Regions from separate parts of the Mus musculus genome. Here region 1 is linked to region 2. Evidence: chromatin contacts called from public HiCAR-type data. All regions are on one chromosome and are shown on one strand. The core of a region is the stretch at or near the end of the contact, and the rest is flanking DNA. Distances in the headings are between cores, read along the strand shown. Region 1 has its middle 30 kb from the start of Gm36001. Region 2 overlaps Gm35882 (a long non-coding RNA gene).

Region 1 (2,700 bases), core at 56-2,555, 75 kb after region 2:
CCTCAAACTCAGAAATCCACCTGCCTCTGCCTCCCAAGTGCTGGGATTAAAGTCGTGCACCACCACACCCTGCTCTCTCTGTTTTTTTTTTTTAATCACTCCATTTATTTAAATCTCAAATGATATCCCACTTCCTGGTTACCCCTCCACAGCCCCCCCCCATCCCACATCTGCCCTCTCTTCCTGTCCCTTTGCCTTTATGAGGGTGCTTTACCACCTACCCACCCTCTCTCACCCCACCACTCCAGCATCCCCCTACACTGAGGCATCAAACCTCCACAGGACCAAGGGCCTCTCCTCCCATTGATGTCAGACAAGGCCATCCTCTGCTACCTATGTATCTGGAGCTATGGGCCCCTCCCTGTACATTCCTTGGTTGGTGATCTAGTCCCTGGGAGCACTGGGTGATCCGATCACCCCACATTGTTCTTCCCATGGTGTTACAATCCCCCTCTGCTTCTCCAAGCCTTCTGCCAGCTCCTCTGGCGGGGGGGGGGGGGGGCTGTCCCCAGGCTCAGTCTGATGGTGGGCTCCAAGCATCCACATCTGCATTGGTCAGTTGCTGGCAGAACCTCCCAAGGAACAGCCACACCAGGTTCCTGTCAGCCTCTTAGTAACAGCAGCAGTGTTGTTGGGGTTTGGTGTCTGCAGACAGGATGGATCCCCAGATGGGGAGGCCCCTGGATGGCCCTTCCTTCAGTCTCTGCTCCATTTTTTTAAAAATCCCTGTCTTTCCTTTGGACAGGAACATTTCCTGGTTTAAAACTTTGAGATGGATGGGTGGTTCCATCATCCCTCGACCGGGGACCATGCCTATCCACTAGAGGTGGTCTCTACAGGTTCTATCTCCCCTTCACTGCACATTTCAGCTAAAGTCATCCCCACTGGGTCCAGAGAGCCTCTTGCTTCCCTGGCGTCTGGGACCCTCCAGTGGCTATCCCCAGTTCCTCATCCCCCACTGCTACCTACTTTTATTCCATTTCCTGACCCTCTGCACCTCTCTCCCATCCTCCTCCTTTTCTCTCTCTCTCCTACCTTCTTTGTCCTTCCCAGCCCTCCCTCTCTCCTGCTCTCTCTCTCCTCCCTCTTCCCATCACTGTAGCCCCCATGTCCTCCTCTCCCCCATCTGTCCATCTTTCTGTCTCCTTAAGCAGGCCCTCTTGAGGTGCACAGATGAGGAATGTCAGGCATCCCAGGATGGCACCATTAGGGTAGCTGCTTGCAGACAGCACCTGGGCCCTGGGGACGAGGAGGAGGTGGCCTGCTCCATCTGTATGTCCTTCTGCTTCACCAGCCCTGTCTCCACGGCTGTTTTTAGCAGTGGCTTAACTCGCAGGGACACAGCTTCAGCCCTCACAGTGTCATCCAGACTGCAGCTGATGCGGGGGCTCTCCCTCCTCGCTGTCACGGGACGCTCTCTGCCCTGCTTTTTGACATTGTGAGGAATCTGCTTGGACTGCTGAGGACAGGGCTGCAGTTTCAGTGGAAACCCGAGTGCCTGAGGGGGCCCTAATAGGGATGCTGCTCCCACTGGACAGGCCCTGATGTGTCCAAGGGATAAGGGACAGTAACCAGCCTTCTAAGTCAGGTCTTCTCTGTGACCTGAGGACCATCACCCACTCTCCCTAGTGGCAAATCACCAAACCTACCACCTTTCTGAAACGGAGATAAGTAGATATAAGGGGCAATGAGTGGGTCCTATCTAATTCCACTTCCCCTTAGTTCTTCCCTGGGTCAAGGCACATCTTGGGATCTCTGCAGGTTTTAGCTCCAGGGGATGTTGGAGGAGGAGGAGGAGTGCACAGCGGGTGAGTTTCCTTTCCTTGCTGGGCTGAGTGAGCAGTACCGAGCAGTCCCGAAGCCCTTAGAGATGTTGCACAGAGATCCCAGGCCAGAACTTTCAGCTGTGAAAAATGATCAGCGATTCCATTCTGTTTAGAAATCGTGACACCTGGGCTCTGTTTATTGATTTGGGGGATGAATAACGTCAGGTGAATGTGGCTCCCAGCATCCTTGTTCTCCTCCCACTCTCTGCTGATTATGGACCCAGCCCACCAAAGGCCACCCTTCCCAGGGCCCTCTGCACCCACCGGTGAACATGCTGCTCAGTTAAAAAAAAGGGGGACATTGTGGAAGAGATGTGTGAGCAGCCACCAGGGACGCTGCTGTCCTGTACACCCCTTACCATGATGAGTAGGTAGCCTCAAGGGTTGTGACACTTCATTCTGATCATCAACGTAATTGCAGTAAGAAATCCCTAGAGCGTTAGTGGGTAATACCTGTGGGTGCATCTGCGAGACTGCTTCCCCAAGTGTGGATTGCATTATCCACTGGACTGGAACCCTGAACTGGATAAAAAGGAAAAGAGGAGAAAGCTGAGTGAGTGCAAGAACCCCCATTCTCGGCCCCCTGTTCTGTTCAGAGAGGAGCAAGCAGCCTCCAGAGGCCCTTCCTCCCCACCCCCATATACCTCGTCCCCACGCCCCACTCGCCCCACCCCCCAACCACCTCCAACCCCACCCTGTGCCTTTGTTGTCACAATGGATGGCATCCTGTGAGCTGTGAACAGAAGGGACTATAAGCTCAAGTTGCTTATTGTTCTGTATCTGACTACAGTAATGAGAAAGGTAAACTTCATAGGAATTTGGTACCAGAGGTTCTGTGATCAATACGATCGACCACGTGGCTTGTAGGCCCTTG
Region 2 (2,700 bases), core at 39-2,538:
ATTTTGTTTTTGTTTTTCTTTGGTTTTTATACTACTACAACAACAACAACCACAAACTAACAAACAAAAACGTCCATTGAATTGTTGTTTTCCTTTTGCAAGGATCTAAAATAGAAAATCCATTTTATTCGGTGGACATACAAAAGTCGACCACGGCTGCCTTCAGCCCTCAGGATGCGGTTGGCTGTGCCCTGACGTTGTCTTCACAAGGACACTGTGAGGTGTCAGATTCTCTGTCTCACAGGCATGGTCATGGAGCTCTGACCTGTGCTGAGCCAGGACTTCTGCAGTCAGACACCAAAAAAAAAAAAAAAAAAAAAAAAAAAAAAAAAAGTGTTTTAAGAGGTTGCCTCATGGGAGAGGACCAGAGAAAGAGGGAAAGAGAGGAAAGAGAAGAGGGAGGGAAAGAGGGAGAGAAGGACACACACACAGAGACTGAGACAGAAAGAGGGTGGGAGACACACACAGAGACAGAGAGAGTTCCCCATTCATGATGCATGGGTCATTTGGCTTTCTGTGCTCTCAGCAGGATCCATGTAAGCTCACTTGTTAAGTGTTTGGAAAATGATTTAACCTAACAGGGAGGCAGAGGTTAGGACCCCAATTTTCCAAACTTTATCATCCTTTCTTATTTTGCTTTTGGTGTCAGTCTATTTTTCATGATTATAACTAAGTGCCTTAGGCAGAATAAAGGAGTTCACTCAGCTCAGGGTACTGGTCCGAGATTGGCACCTGCTTATAGATGTGGGACAGTTGTGTCCACCCATCCTCCAGTCTCTCTTTCCTATGGAGCCCCTGGTACTCAGTGGCAGGGCGGGGCTCCATCCTCATCACCTCATGGTGTCTCCATCAGCTCCGAGAGGCCCCACCTCTAAACAAAGTGGGATTGCATTTTCATACCCTCACAACGGGGATCAAGTTTCAATGCATGCATCATTCAGGGACACACATCCCAGCCATCCTCGACCCACAGCAAATGTGCAGGGCCCTTCATGAGCACAGCAATGCTTGGGTAGAGCCATGGTGACGCCAGTCTGCTGAGGCCATCAAGTACCCGACGCTGGACTCCATTCCTGTCTCTGTGAAGAGTGGTTCCGTGCCCCTGTCATCCAGCTGCTTCCCATTTCAAGCCATTTCCTTCTTCTCTATTGCAAAGAACCCCCAAATCTGGGCCCTCGTTTGCATATCAAAAGGGGATGCTTTGCTCAAAGTCTAAATGGAGGACAACTACGACTATGATGGTGTGAATCAGAATGATCCCTCTCAACTAGTCACGGCCATTAGTCAGAACCAGATGACACAGGGCCACGGTTGGATAAGTATCCCTGCCAGGGAGATACAAATTGTGTCTTCTGAGTCAGAGTTCCAAATAGCCAAATTCAAGTGTCCTTCCCACCCACGGCCACTTCAATTACGTGAGCCATTCTCGCTGTCATTTTGGCCATTCTTGAAGAATCACAGCGACCTTAGAGTTGACCTGTCTCTGGGCTCCAATCCTTGGAAGTGTGAAGCATCGCCAGGAAACGGATTCTCAGGATGAGCACAAACCGGCTTCTTGGAGATTTTATAGTTTTTATAACTCACAGCTGATTGCTCAGCAAACTTTAATTTGTCCTCTATTCAGATTCAAAAAAAAAAAAAAAAAAAAAAGATCAGAATGAAATGTTCTCAGCAGTATGGCTCTCCTCATCCTGTCTGCTTTGAGACATATCAGCAAATCATGGCAGAAAGATGAAGTCAAACTGGACCTCCCTTGAAGGCCAGGATTGAGAAACGATGCCTCAGAGGACTCTTGGTTCATAGGCAATAGCATCTGTCTCTGAGCCCAGTTCCCAAACAGCTAACCCAGAGGACTCTAGAATGGAAAGGCCCCTGGGGGGGGTGCTTTGGGGAGCATGGCATCTGGAGGAGTTTACCCATGCTCTTTAGCAGAACTTTGTACTTCAGGGAAAGTGGGCACGAGGGTGAGCATGATAGGAGATTGGTTTCTGGGAAAGGTTTGAAGGAGAAGGGTCTGTGGGTGGGATGTGCTCTACCTCCTCTGAGTCCTCTCAGTTTTGTGATGCAGCCCTGAATATACTGCATGACAGTCATTGCATTAGAAAGAGCCTGGAACCACCCCTTACTTATTCCTGCACCTGTGTGCAGCGTCCAAGCATGTACTTAAGGATAGGTTTGTGGGTAGATGGATGACGTATTAGTTACCTTTCTCATCACTCTAGCTAAATCCATCACCAGAAGAGAATTTTAAAGACTTGATAAAAATGTGGTTCAGTTTTTATCATGGCGAAGAGAGCATCATGGAAGAGAACAGAGAAGTTCACATCCTGGCTGAGGGACACGCAGAGAGAAGAGAAATGTCCGTGCTCACCTGCCTTCTGCCTTTCACCTTCCTTCGCATTTATCCTTTTGAGCCCTCACCCTAGAGGATGGTACATGCCCATTCATGAGAGGTCCTGCTTGCTTAGTTAACCCTCTTCAGAATTGCGCAAGTGGACACACCTAGAGATGTGTATCCACAATTCCCTAGGTAATATAAAGTTAGTCAGGTCGGCAGTAAGTGTAACCACCATAGAGGGTAAATGAACGGTGCTTACATGGATGGGTGTGAGTGCATTTAGAGGTCCATAGGGTGAGCCCTCATTGGGCCTCACTGTGGTCCTAGTAAGAAGAGGAAATGTGTACACTCAGAGGTAACAC

Evidence for each region. HiCAR-type assays count read pairs that join an accessible place to other places.
Region 1: a HiCAR-type map of PVALB interneurons shows a contact between it and region 2, with 2.6 times the contacts expected there. The contact joins two enhancer-like sites. A contact is called at or near these places in 3 of 484 Hi-C or Micro-C datasets (cerebral cortex, forebrain and peritoneal macrophages), 1 of 115 datasets of contacts at active chromatin or transcription factors (PVALB interneurons) and 1 of 9 other capture datasets (embryonic stem cells).

The regions. Positions count from the first base shown.
Region 1 is chr16:90,579,281-90,581,980 of GRCm38.p6, forward strand. No RefSeq gene overlaps it. Among named protein-coding and RNA genes, the nearest start is that of Gm36001, 30 kb to the left of the region's middle. Within about 2 kb of position 1,306, at least 9 of the 459 cell types and tissues checked have an H3K27ac peak or open chromatin away from gene starts, as enhancers often do. A contact at or near this core is called in PVALB interneurons, where this site is marked.
Region 2 is chr16:90,504,108-90,506,807 of GRCm38.p6, forward strand. It overlaps Gm35882 (a long non-coding RNA gene), which reads right to left. Exons shown (of 3, transcript XR_003951976.1): 2 at 1,416-1,616; 3 at 52-284. Among named protein-coding and RNA genes, the nearest start is that of Gm35882, 3.6 kb to the right of the region's middle. Within about 2 kb of position 1,289, at least 5 of the 459 cell types and tissues checked have an H3K27ac peak or open chromatin away from gene starts, as enhancers often do. A contact at or near this core is called in PVALB interneurons, where this site is marked.